2 separate regions of the Rattus norvegicus genome follow, and region 1 is linked to region 2. Evidence: chromatin contacts called from public Hi-C data. All regions are on one chromosome and are shown on one strand. Each heading gives the region's core, a stretch centred on a gene start, on an enhancer-like site or on the middle of the called end of the contact. The rest is flanking DNA. Distances are from core to core; before and after follow the strand shown. Region 1 overlaps Cry1 (cryptochrome circadian regulator 1). Region 2 holds the start of Cry1 (cryptochrome circadian regulator 1).

What was found. A called contact is a pair of places that touch in the nucleus more often than the background predicts.
Region 1: a contact with region 2 is called in a Hi-C map of liver, with 3 times the contacts expected there. The contact joins the enhancer-like site here to the promoter of Cry1 in region 2. A contact is called at or near these places in 4 of 12 Hi-C or Micro-C datasets (hepatocytes, liver and mammary epithelial cells).

The regions. Positions count from the first base shown.
Region 1 is chr7:20,449,841-20,456,465 of GRCr8, forward strand. All of the region lies in intron 1 of Cry1 (cryptochrome circadian regulator 1), which reads left to right. Among named protein-coding and RNA genes, the nearest start is that of Mterf2, 33 kb to the right of the region's middle. Within about 2 kb of position 3,016, at least 35 of the 93 cell types and tissues checked have an H3K27ac peak or open chromatin away from gene starts, as enhancers often do. A contact at or near this core is called in hepatocytes and liver, where this site is marked.
Region 2 is chr7:20,412,451-20,419,497 of GRCr8, forward strand. Cry1 (cryptochrome circadian regulator 1) reads left to right here and starts at 5,076. Exons shown (of 13, transcript NM_198750.2): 1 at 5,076-5,769. The coding sequence starts at 5,612. It overlaps LOC120093541 (sialic acid synthase-like), which reads left to right and starts at 5,942. Exons shown (of 3, transcript XM_039080072.2): 1 at 5,942-5,958. The coding sequence starts at 5,942.

The sequences.
Region 1 (6,625 bases), core at 1,766-4,265, 35 kb after region 2:
AGTTTTTCTGAAACATTTTCTTGTAGTAATTCATGGGAGAAAGATACAGTCAACCATGCTGATTAAGCCAATTAAGCACGATGAGCCCTTAGTAGCCGGGAACCAGAAGCGATGCAGGCCTCGGAGTCTCTTGGTGCCAAAGCTCAGGGGTTCCTCATTTTAAAAGGCAGGACCCGCAAAAAACATAATTTATATCAAAGTTAGGTGAAGGCCAGAGTAACCTTGAACGTTCATTCCTGGAAGATCATAGTCATTATTTCAGACATAGCATGACAGTTATCTTTGACATATACCTCTTTAGTTAGTTTAGTTTACAGTGTTTTGGTTAATACATCTGGACTACCGTCAAGGCTATAGAGACCTCAAATGTGTTGCCAAGGCAGATAGGACTGTCCACACGGGACAGGTTTGAGAACTGCTTAAGTAGCCCCAGGTGGAGTCAGGACAAGATGGCGTAACCTAAGTCACTTCAATATTTTATTGCATGCCCTATATTTTATTGCATGCCCTATAGAAAAGTAGTGTTAGATAGTGCAGAGAGCACAGCTTTGGAGTCAGATAGTCATGTTAAATTCTTTGATGTTTTGGTTGTAAACTTAGCCTTTAACTGCTGAGCCATCCTTTTAGCCCTTAAATTCTTTTTAAAATCTAAATATTTTTACATTTACTTGTGTGTGTGTGTGTGTGTGTGTGTGTGTGTGTGTGTGTGTATACGTGCGTGGGTGCATGCATGGGCTTGCACATATACACATGCACACATTACACAGTCTATGTTTGGAGATGAGAGAATAACTACAGGAAATCTCTCTCTCCTACCATGTGGATCCCAGGGATGGAACTCATGTCTTCAGGCTTGGTGACAAGTGCCTCTACTCACTGAGCCATCTCACTAGACCCAAATTAAAATTTTTATTTCATTTCATAGCTGAGTTTTGGAAATGTACATGGTAAGTTTTCAACTCTGTAGCCTTTTTACTGTGATATTTTATAGAGTTGTATACCTTTGTGCCTATAAAAATAAACATGCACCAGATATTCCTTTCCTGTCCTACTACTCCATTTACTATTGAGTCAAGCTTTAAAATACTTCACGTGACATAGTTAATTTGTTTGGTAGATATTTATAACACTTATGCTGTATTTCAGGGATTGTATGGGCATTGGAAAGTATGGCCTTAGTTAAAAATTGCTGGCCAGTGGCTAGTAATTCTCTGTCTCTTTCTCCACCTCCATTAACTATATTATATTAAAAGGCTCTTCTTTACTTTCACTGTATCCTTGAATTCTTAATATCTGCCCTACCTTAGAGAAGGAGGGAAGACAGTTGCTTCTTCCTTCTGCCTTTCCAGTGTCAGTGTTACCTTTGTGCTGCCCAGTTGTCATTCATCACACAGGTCGCAGTGAACTTCTGTGTGTGGTGCACGGCCAAGTACCTTCCCTAGTTCTGTGGACAGCATAGCTGGCATCACGGTTTTAGCTCTCATATACTGTGAATGAAGTTAGTTATCATTCATTGGAAGGAAGGCATTTTAAAATTGTTCTGAGGCAGTTTTAGTTGTTAAAATGGCTGAAGGAAGCTAGAGGACTATTGAAGAGAAGCCAGAAGTAAGATACTCTCCTTAGTATAGCATGTGATGCCTCAGACAGTAATTGTGTAGTCTCAGACTTAAGTCCAGACAAAGTTTCTCATCTTCTGAATGGAAGTCTAAATTCAGTGTGTATCAAACCAGGGGTATTGAAATTCTGTTATATATAGAGATTTTCTGGGTTCGTTTACTACCTGTGCACATCAAGAGAAGCTTCAGAACTTCAATAAATCATGCTATTGCTCCAGGAATCATATCACCAAGAACAATAGGGCACATCCTATTTGAGATACCAGTGGCACAACTTCACCAATCTGCTGGGTTTGCAGCTTTCGAATTTAAAATTATTATCTAATGTCTTATCTCTTCAGCCACAGTTTTAATATGTTTGCCAGGTGGCATTGGGTTTAGACAGTCCTGTATCCGTAGCCTAGGATTCTAGAATGCTCAAATGATACAAGTGTGCGCTACCAGGCCTGGCCTTTACTTCTCTTCATTACCGCTTTAGTTTCCTAATTTTTGATGTTTGAGAACTGAGCCTAGAGCCTTGACTATGCCGAGTGAGTGTTCTACTGTTGGAATGCACACATAATCACTTTCTTGGGTCACACCTGAGCACCCACACGAAAAGCCCTGTTCTGCCTCTGTTGGTTTCTTTGCGAGGAGTTGTGAGAGGCATATCTATAAATTTTGTTTTGGATTTTAAAAAAGCATCGCAAAACATTTGTTGTAAAAACAACTTTTTGTTCTGATATAAGTCTCTGGAGCTCTGCATTTAATTTTGAGCCTGACAAGTGCAGAATTCATCTTCACGATGTATACTTCATCTGGATTTTAATGCTAAGTATTGGCTGTTAAGAAAATGTGTATTACAGTTGATTACAGTTAGCAGAATAAATGAAAGCACTAAGAATTTGTTAGAAATTTAGAAAATGGAGCATATAAAAATCCTTTTCCATACTTAGAGACATACAAATTGCTATTTATAATTTTAAAATCTCTAATGAAATACTTTGAGGTATGACTGAAACCTCCATTTTTATTTTATTTATGATGGTGGGTCCACATCTTTTTTTTTCATATGCACGGAATATATGGAGCTGTTCTTCATGTGATGTTAATGATTTTATTATATATTCTTTAAACCGGTTTCTAGGATCAACATTGTATGGTTTCCCACTCATGACTGTATATGACACAGTGTAGAAACTCCAACATAGAACAGATGGCTGTATTATGTGAATTCATGGTGTCTTATTTTCAGTGCAGTGAGATTATGCTGTATCGTGCCCTTGCCTTTTTCAGACTATTTTATAGACAGAACTAGAAATACTAGTTATATAAGCTGTTCTAGCACAGACTAGAAAGTAGGTCATTGTGATGGGAGTATGCTAAACCACCCACTGGTTGCTATAGCAATGACCTACTTTAGAAACTATTTCTGTTGATTCATGTTGAAATCATCTTTTGGAAGTGGCATAAGGAAGTTACTACATGTACGTTTTTATAGTAGTAAAAGGTAGTGATTTCTAGAGGAAAATTCCTTAAAATGTTTAAAATGAAGAAGTACATTAATCTCTTCATTTCAAAGTGGTTTATTCAGTATTATAATTAAGTTGTGCTTCTATATTTAAAGGATTGTAGTGAATTTTACTGTCATTTGGCTTATTTAAAAACAAGTCTATTGTTTTATTAGCCGAACCTTCAAATGGGAGTACATGGCTATGCAGTGTATGCCAAATTTGTCTGTTCAGTGTTAAGCGATGTGTTAAGAGATGTCTTTATAATATATGAATGTTGAAATGATGTTCTCTGGAGCACACAGTCTGAACTCTGAGTGATCCCATTCTAAACTGAGGGCAAAGGACAAAGGGTTAGATTTTGTATAGTTTTCAAATAATGGTTTTTATTTTTCACTAAAAAGAAATTTCACTAATCAGTGACTGGTACTTTGAACCTACACTATTGAAGGTTTATTTTTCTGTTGTACTACCATAGAATTATAGGCTTTAAGATTAGTTGATTTTGAGTTTTATTGTACTGTACCTTTTAAATAAAATAGATATTTATATTAGCATTGTCATTGTCATTGGGGAATATCAAACGTTGGCTTACAGTCACATGCAGATAAAGTACACATTCAGCGAGATTCTGTATATACTGAGCATCCAGCTGATTCATCCTTTCCTATTGTTGTGCCCAAGCATTTACATATATAAATACGTGGGATTTTTGTTTTCAAAAACAGGTATTACCCTTTTTTATTTTTTTTAAAGATGGGTCACATGGGTCTGCCTATGAACTTGGGATCCCCTGCTCCACATCTTGAGTATTGGAATTACAAGTTTGCATTTCCCTGCTCACCTTCAGAAATTATTCTGAAGGGAAAATAACAATAACTTCTGTTTGATGGGTATCAGCCATTGTGCTACATTGTGTTGGTTTTATGTGTTTCTAATCTTCTCAAAAGCTGTGTGAACCGAACCTACTAGCAACTTAGCCTACTTCAAGTCTTTTCAATAGACTCTATAAGACCTATGATGATATTTACCAGATATAGAGACTAAAACATAGGTTAAGAAAGCAATGTAGTTAAGAATCAGACACAGGTACTTAATGTGAAATCCACAGAAACGAGTGAGTGTGTGTTTGTGTCGGTCTGTGTATATGTATACATGTGTATATGTGCTTGTATGCAGTTTTGTGTGCTATAAGAAACAATTTGAATTTTCTCTAGAACTAAATACATTCTCTGACAGTTGAGAGACTAAAGTAAGTACCTTCAACTCTAAGACTTAAGACTTAATAAGATAGAAACTTGAGATCAAAATTGGCAAAAATTATTTCAGACTGAAGAAAGAATAGATGACATGTTCCAAGACAGTATATGTGTGCAAAGAGCAGTAGCCTGGTGCAGAGGAGCAGTGGGGAGCGGGGTAGAACGTGACCCTGAGCCCATTGGATGGTAGCTGAGAACATACGTTGTTCTTTATTAGGAGTGAGTTTTGAAGACCTTTGTACAAGATCATGTGTCTCCCAGTGGTTGACAATGTGTGCTGCAGTGGATCAGGAGATAGAGACTGCTGGTGGGCAGATCTATTTTAAGACCTGCAGTAAATACAAGCAAGAGATAAACTAGAATTATATAGTAAAAATAGAACTGAAAAGTATTAAATAACACAATAATGCTCACCAGGTACAGATACTGTTCTGTGAGCCTCACATGTGAACTGATGAGCTCTCACAAAGACTTCCATGATGCGGGTCCTGTTATACTTCAGTTTCCTAGACAGGGAAATTCCAGATTTTTCACAGTTGATGAGTGAATAATACTTACTGCTAGACTTGTTGAAATTATGGGACATCTGTGCAGTGGGTGCTAGGAAACATGGAATTGTCTGCTGCTCTGTAAAGGTGCTCAGCAACAGTAAACCAAGTTCAGGAGCTACGGTCCCGCCCTCTCTATGCTGAAGGAATGTGCTGGTTGTCAACTCTGAGGTTTTTTTTTTTTCTTTTTCTTTTTTTTTGGATCTGGGGACCGAACCCAGGGCCTTGCGCTTGCTAGGCAAGCACTCTACCACTGAGCTAAATCCCCAACCCCCTGAGATTTTTTTTAATGAAGCTAGTATTAGTCCATTTTTACCTCTGACCAAAACTTCATTTCTCAAGGGTAGATATGTTAAGAACCTTGTATGTAACTTTCCAGTTACTTATGCACATCTAAACATTGATACATGCAGTATAAACTTTATTTGATCAAAGAAGTATTCATATTTTCTGTGCTGTGTATGATGTATTTGAGTTCTTGCAGGTGCGTGAATAAGAATTCGTGTGTATGATATTAATGTAGACTTGGTTGTTCGTCTTATAAACTAGTTACATCCTTTTGGTGTTTTTGTCTTTTCCCCCTTACCTCTTACAGACATGGCTCCGCCATTTAAGTTTAATATGAAAAACTCTTCTTGCAAGTTTCAATAGAAAACATGGACTTAGTTATAACAGCAAAGATTCAGAGATTACTCTGCCTTGGATTTACTCGCGGGACATGTGAGCTCTTTCTGCTTAAGCAAACTAGTTCATTCTATTTCTTTTACCAAAAAGAAATTTGATCTTTATTAACATCTAAGGTATCTCAAATATACCTTGCTGAGAGATGGTGAGCTTGAGACTTGTTAAAAGCACTGCACAATTCTGAGGACCAGCATTCAGATCCTAGCAAACATGTAACAATCCTGGTGCCCCTCAAATGCCAGTAGTACTAGTGCTTTGGAGAAGCAAAGCAGGATTGTTGAGGCTTGCTGTCTGCCAGTACAGCAGAGTTAAATGTGAGCTCCAGGTTCAGGGAGAAACCCTGCCTCAGAGGAATAGGTGGAGAGTTATAGACGAGAATATCTGACCCTTTCCTGTCCTCTGGTGATGTGCACAGGCACTCCATGCCTCTCCACCACAACCCCCCGCCCCATGAATATTCACCCTTTCAGTCACACACTCACAAATAAATAATCTTTAATGATTTTTTTAAATAAAATATCTCTTGTGGGGCTAGAACTGCTGAATTGAGTGCTTGCCTCACATGTGAGAAATGCTGGATTCAGTCTCTTGCACCATATAAAGAAACCTAGCACAGTGACACATACTTAGAATCCCAGAATTCAGGATCAGAAGTTTAAGGCCATCCTTGACTTTATAGCAAACTCAAGGCTAGCCTGAATTACACAAGACCATGTGTCTTGTCCCCACACCCCCAAAAAAAATCTTGCTAAGAAACACATGAAGTTCTATGACTGCCCATAAATACTTCTCACTTTTTAAAGTATGCATACTTGTGAACAGTGTTAGGAGCCTCAGATGTGTTTGTGTCAGTGTGCATCTAACAGCAGCCTTCTCTCAAAATACATATTGTAGTAGTGAGTCAGAGTGGGGTTCAGATGTTGGTAAGTAACTCCAAACCAAGCAGAATGATGGTAGTGAAGACAGAAAGTGAGAACGAGGTTTACCTCCACCACATGACTTCCGAGATGAGTGCTTTTCATGTCTAT
Region 2 (7,047 bases), core at 3,826-6,325:
ACTGCAATAAATTGAACAAAAAAAAAAAACCCACAAAAACAATAATAAAAACAAACCACCCCAAACCTGTGTGTGAATATTAAGGACACATTTGGAAGACTGATGCCAAGAATCTTCCTGAAGGGTAGGATTTATACCTCACTACACAAGGTGTGGCTACAGGCAATGGATGGTAAGGAAGTTAGAATTTCTCCCCAGTTACCACTCTGAGGCTTGTAGGCAGAATACCGTGGCTGGTAGTGATCGCAGAAAATACTTTCCCAAAATGCAGTTCAGCTGAGGCTGGACAACCAATTTCCAGGATGTCTGCAAGCCTTACTGGGAAGCCAGCAACCAGCCTGCTACAGAAACCTAATAAAAAATGTTGCTTCATTAGATGTCCATTCTCCAGGGGCTTTCTGCTAACCATGGAGTGGGATCAGAAAAAAAGAAACAGCAACAACAACAGCAGCAGTAACAGCAACAACAACAACAACAGCAACAACAACAACAACAACAGCAACAACAACAACAACAACAACAGCAGCAGTAACAGCAGCAACAACAGCAACAGCAGCAGCAACAACAACAGCAGCAACAACAACCACTGCAGCAACAACAACAGCAGCAACAGCAATAACAACAGCAGCAACAACAACAGCAGCAGCAGTGGCAATAACAGTAGCAACAACAACAGCAGCAACAAGAGTAGCAATAACAGCAAGAGCAGCAACAACAACAGCAACAACAACAGTAACAACAAACAAAACAGAAGCACACTAGAACTCAGAAGAGATGCTCCACCAGTCCCAAGTTTCCATCTCTGCCTTCCCTGGTGATGTGTAACATAATGCCAGAGGCAAAGGAGACATCTTTACTAGGATTTGCTCCTTCACTAAGAGGCAATGAAAAATGAATTTGTAGTAAGATGCAATAATTAATAACTGATGTGTCAATGAAGTATGGTGTTAGACGTAACCAGTAAGTATTACATAGTCTCTAGAAGAATTTATTGTAGGACTGGAGAGATGGCTCTACATCTCATATCGCCACATGGAAGACCAAATGTGGACCCTCAGGGCACAAGTCACACCCAAAAAAGTCATAGCAATTCTGCAGTAGTTAATGGCAAGAGACCGAGGCAATCTCTTCCTCTTGGTCCTAGAGTCTTTCAACTACTCTCATGTTAGACCCAACAAGAATTTCACCAGTAATTCTTTGTAGAGTGTGTGGTGTGTGTGTGTGTGTGTGTGTGTGTGTGTGTGTGTGTGTGTTGTTTGAGATAGGGTCTCATTAAGTAGTGCACGAGCCAGAACAGTCAGCTCGTGACAATGCTTACACATAAAACTCACTCCAAAAGAATGAGGGTCGGTGATGGGCTGTATGTTAAGAGAAAAGCTTTAGATTCAGAGACAATTTGGGCTTTTCATCCAGCTTTATTACTTATGCCCTGGAGTTTTAGTTCCTTATCAATAAGATTTAACTTACCCTACCAGATTTAACCGCACCCTAATAGTATTATAAAGATGATATCTAATGTGTCTTGCTACTAATCCACAGACACAGGGGTGCCTCTGCAGCCACCCCCCAGGACCTTCCTGTTTTTCTTAGTTCTGGCTTTGTTTCAGAGCATCTTAGAACACTTACTGGATCAGCAAGTTAGAAAGACGCAACTTGGCGTGCACTGACTGTACCAAATGCAGAGAGGGTATTGCCAAGACCCAGAACTGTTTCTCAGTCTGAAGAAGTTGAAAGCTACTTTCTCCATGATGCCCCAGCACATGTCTACAAAACACGCTACAGAGGAAAAAGTATCACAAACATTACTGCTACGAGTCATACAGGACATAGCACATACTCAATGCTCAGAAAGTGATAGCTGCCATTAAATGGCAACTCCCACCCCCCCACTCCGAATATACAAAGGTCGCACTCTATGAGCCATTAAAACCCTGTGGTATTTGAGGAATACACTCGATATGCTTTTATAACAGATTAATTCTTCAATGTTAAAGTTACAGAAACACCTACACGCTGTTTAAATTTTCATCTTTATTGAATGAACACTCCCATAAGCAGAAGCCAACTCTACATGGATCAATTTTCTCTTCCCACCATTTCAATCTGGATGCTTGAAAACAGTTTTTACATCTGTAGACACAATCTGCTTCCTTTCAAACCACTGAAAACAAAAGACTGTACTTTTTTAAAGTACAAAAGTACAAGAGTCCTGGAATGCCACACAATCCAAATGGAGGCACGGCTCCATGATCAGGCCTCCCGCACAGGTGATGAGAGGCTCAGAAGGTCCCTAGGAGTGACCACAAAATAATCATGCCTCTCTACAACAAGGGACTATGTGCTCAAGTCTCTGTGCTTTTCACACATCTACTTTCAAATCTTTCTGAAGAAACTGAGAAAGGCTCCTTCTACAGCAACCAACCAAAGCGGAGGTGGAGAAGACCATTTACACATTAGTTCCTTAAAATATTGAAGTCAGTTTCCTTCTGTCATTTGTTAGAGCTGCCAAAGTAAAGTACTGAATACTGGGCAGCTCAAAGCAACAGGAATTCATTGTGTCAGTTTTAGAAGTCCAAGCAGGCGTCAGGAGAGCCATATTGTCTCTGAGAGCACTAAGGAAGAGTCCGTTCCAGGTTTCTGCTGGTTTCTGCTAGCCCCTTGCTTTGTGGCCAACCATAATTTCAATCTTCCTATGGCATTCTCTCTAGACGCATGTATGTCTTCATGTCCAAACTTACCTTTTATTTGAAGATACTTGTCACACTGGATTAGGGAACAGTGTAATAATTACTCTTACATTGATTATCTTTAAAGATCTTGTTTCCAAATGTGACCTTTTTCACAGGTAAGGGGGTGTTGTAACAATTTGAAGGGGACACACTTCAACCTGTAACTATCACTGTTCCCTTCCTCCTTTTATCTTTACCAGACATTCGGATGCCCCACGACTCTTCTTTCATTTGCTCCTCCATCTATTCAATTAACATTCAAGCGCACACATCAAACTCTGTACTGGGGATTGACGGCACACAAAAATAAGACCTTGTCCTTGAGAAATTTCACTTTGGAGGGACGCAGAGTCACTTTTATATAGTGGTAAGCATTTTTTGAAGCGATACAGCTAGATATTGTGATAAAAACTTTCTTTGAGTGTTCATAACAATGTCACAAATGATGTATCAGACGTGTGGTTGGGGAACTCCGAGAGGCACTATATTTATTTGTATTAGAGGTAAACACATATTTTCACAAATCAGTGAGCATTTTATTTAGGTCTTATCGGGTATGAGGAGATATACTTTAGGTAGCTGAAAGACGATTGTGGTGAGTTGTAGATCTCAAGAGCACTTCTCTATCACAGGAAAATCCAGCACATATAAAGAATAAGAAATGAATCATAAACTCCATAAGGGCTGTGGTTTTGTTGTTAAGTTTGTCTGTTATCTCTTTGGAACATAACCTGCCTCATTCACTAAGTAATTGCTATGCTGGTTCTAGTTGCACAGGCCTATGACACCAGGTCTTCCTGAAGCAGAGGCAAGAGCCTCACTCTGAGGCTTTCCTAAGCTGCAAAGTGAGTGAAAGGCCAGCCTAGACACTTAATAATAATCCTGTCTCCAAAAATAAATAAACAATAAATAAATAATCCCGGCTTAATATACGCACATGAGTGATACTAGGACTCAGGGGTGAGGGCAGGAGAATCAAGAGCCATCCTCAGTTACACAGTAGATTCAAGGTAAGCCAGGACTGCATGAGTCCGTCTCAACATAAAGGGCATAGTATATCTAAGGCATGGCCCACCTGTAGGTTATTGCTAGGAAGCCCGGGAAAGGTGCACATGTGGCCCAGTGTTCTAGTTAGATTTCAACTGCTTTGATAAGACAACATGAGCAAACGCAACTTGGGCAGGGAGGAGGGGGTTTGTTGATGTTGATAGTTAATGGTCCATCATGGAGAGAAGTCAGGGCAGAAATTCAAAGCAGAAATTTGGAGACTGAGCTGAAGCAGAGGTCATGGAGAAAAAGTTTTGGTTCCCTGTGGCTTTCTCAGCCTGCTTTCTTGAACAACCCGCCTAGGGCTACCTGCCTAATGGTGGCACTACCCACACTGGGCGGGCCCTCCCACATTACTCATTAATCAAGAAAGTGCCCAGACTTCCATACAGGCAACCTGATGGAGGCCTCTACGCAGTTGAGATTCCTCTTCCCATATTAACTTCACTTGACAAAAACAAAATACAAAACAACCCCCCCCCAAAACTTAATCAAGATAGCCTTCTAAACTACACTTCTAGTACTAGATAAGGGTCGATAAACTGACGATGTATCAACAGTATTATGAAATGCTTGGCAGTGCTGTATATCTGGTATCGGACCTGAATTCTCCAGAGTTTGGGTAAAAGTGCCTACCCCAAACAGTAAAAAGGCTGACGGGGTGGTTTCTGCTCCTTCCACAGCAGGGGACTCCAATGAACACTGGATTGAAGCTGGCGGTGACGCCTCGGACTGTGCCTCTCACCCAGCTCCGCAATAACTCTCAGGGTACAAGGAACTGGCCTCAGATTTTCCACACACTCCATAGGAAGAACTCTGGGCGCGCTCCCGTCCCCTGGCCCCGGCTCTTACACCTCGAGAGCGCACGCGCGCCGTGCCCAGCAGAGCGCGCGCCCGCGAGCTCCCCGCAGCCCCGTGCTCATCCGGGTCCCCGCGAGCTTCAGCCAATGGAGGCGGCTCCCAGCCCAGGGAGCAGAACTACGCCTCCTCCCCCTCCCCGCGGCCTGTGGACCCCGCGAGCGTCCTGGGACTGAGGAGACCCGCAGAGGCTGCGACCCCGGCTCCCAAGCGACAACACAGGTCGGGAGCGCCCAGCGATCGCAACGGGTCCCGAAGCGCCAGGCGCCGAGGTGCACGCGGAGGTCCGAGCCAGCGTAGTAAACACACTTCAGAAACGTGAGGTGCCGGTGGTCACGTGGGGAGCGTACCGCCCAATGAGAAGCCGGGGGCGGGGCGGAGGCCGCTGACGCGGCGGAGTCACCCGGGCAGCCTCGGGACCGGTGACCGGCCGGCGAGTGTCCCGCGGCCTGGAGCTCTAGCCCGCGCTATCCGAGCTCGCTGCCCACTCTGGGGCGCACAGGCCGCGTCGCGCGGAGGCCGCGGAAGCTCGTGTCGGTCCGTGGAGGCCGCCTGGGGCGCGCCACCGTCTCCTCGCGGGCCGCCTCGGTTGGGCGAGCTTTCCGTGACGAGCCTCCCGGGGCTGCTGCGGCCAGCTCGGGCCGTCGTGGCGGCTCGAGCCCCGCGCGCTCGCTTGTACTCCGGGGGTCCCAGGCCCTGGAAGGTATGCGTGTCCTCCGGACGCTGGGCGCGGGCTCCTGAAGGACGTCGCGCGTGGATCCCGGAGCCTCGGCAGCCTCCATTCATCTGCCAGCTGCGCGCTCGCCGCCTCCGCGCCCCGCCTCGGCGTCGCCTCCTCCCGTCCCCTCTCTGCCGCCCTTTCCCCACTCCTCGCGTGAGGAGGTTCTCCTGGAAGCGCAGGTGTCGGTTATGAGCCCGACTTCCCTCGCTTGAAGCTCTCGGTAGAAGAAGTCGGGGTGACCCGCCGCGCCCCGAGCATGGGGGTGAACGCCGTGCATTGGTTCCGAAAGGGACTCCGGCTGCACGACAACCCCGCCCTGAAGGAGTGCATCCAGGGCGCCGACACCATCCGCTGCGTGTACATCCTCGACCCCTGGTTCGCCGGCTCTTCCAACGTGGGCATCAACAGGTGGCGGTGAGTCCGAAGCGCTTGGGAGATCGATCGCGGTGTATGGGAATCGGGTGTCGATGAGTTAGTGTCAGATCTGAGATTTGGTTTTAATCCAGGGACCGAATTGCCTGCATCGTTGAAGAATTGTAGATGTGGTCAGTATTAAATAGTACAGACTTAGTAGTAGAGAGTACCGATGACTCTGAAACACCGGTAAGTTATGTGCCTGTTGTTAATGGGAACTCCTTCCCTGATTTGTGAGAAATGACTAGGAGGAGAATTAAACATTCCTAGATCTTAATGGCCTTGATATCTTAGGCCTCCGAAAGGATCGGAAACCTTAATGTTGACGTGTGTGTCTAGGTAACTCCTGGTGTAGAAAAAAAGCCATTCATTTATTATAGCGGGCTCCGGATCCAGCTTTCTTCCCCCTTGAGGTTAGAGGAGGAAAAGCAAGGGAAAGAATTACCCGATTTCTCTTTGCTCAACTCTCTCTCAACTCCTCCTTGTGGTTGACAAGATAAAGCACAGTTTTTCTTTCGAGGCAAAGTATAATCCTTCTAGGGAATCACCACTGCAAGAAATCCTCCGTTTTATGAGCTGTACCTGGAAAAACAGGATAGATGATTGCGCGACGGACTGAAATGAAGCATTACTTCAGCAGATATGTTGTGCCAGCCATATCTTTGGATATGAGGGATAGAGTTGTTAACGAGAAGTCTGCCCTCTTCAGGCAAATGTCCAAGAAAGGAAAAATGTACGTGTAGTCTTTTAGGAGATGAGAAGTCTGCAAGGAAAAGACTAGGTAAACAGGGCCAGGGATGGGAACACAATTTAAAATAATGTTACCTGGGGATAAAGCTCGCTGGAAGAGTTACCGCTAGGATGTGTGAGTGAGGTTCAGTAGTAGGAACCATGGGAAAGAATGTTGATTGATAAAATAATGGAGAAAGTGATCGGAGATTTGAAGACGTGGTGGGATGCAGCTGTTTAAGGGAAGAACATTGCAGGAAAAGGTCCTGAGGTGAGAACGTGCTTGATCTTTGGAAGGAACGGCCAGCCAGGATGACTGGAGCAAAACGTCTCGGGAAAAGTACTAGTCGATGAAGTCAGAGTGGTAACAGGGCCAGATGACAGAGCTGTGTAAGAGCTGTGAAGGCAGTTATGAAGGTCTGTGATTTTACTTGAGGAAAGTGGAAGTGATTACAGGATTATTAGCAGAAGTGACACGAGCTAACGTAAGTTAGAAGACAGGGTTTTTTTGTTTTTTTGTTTTTTGTTGAGATTCTGAGAACGTGATGA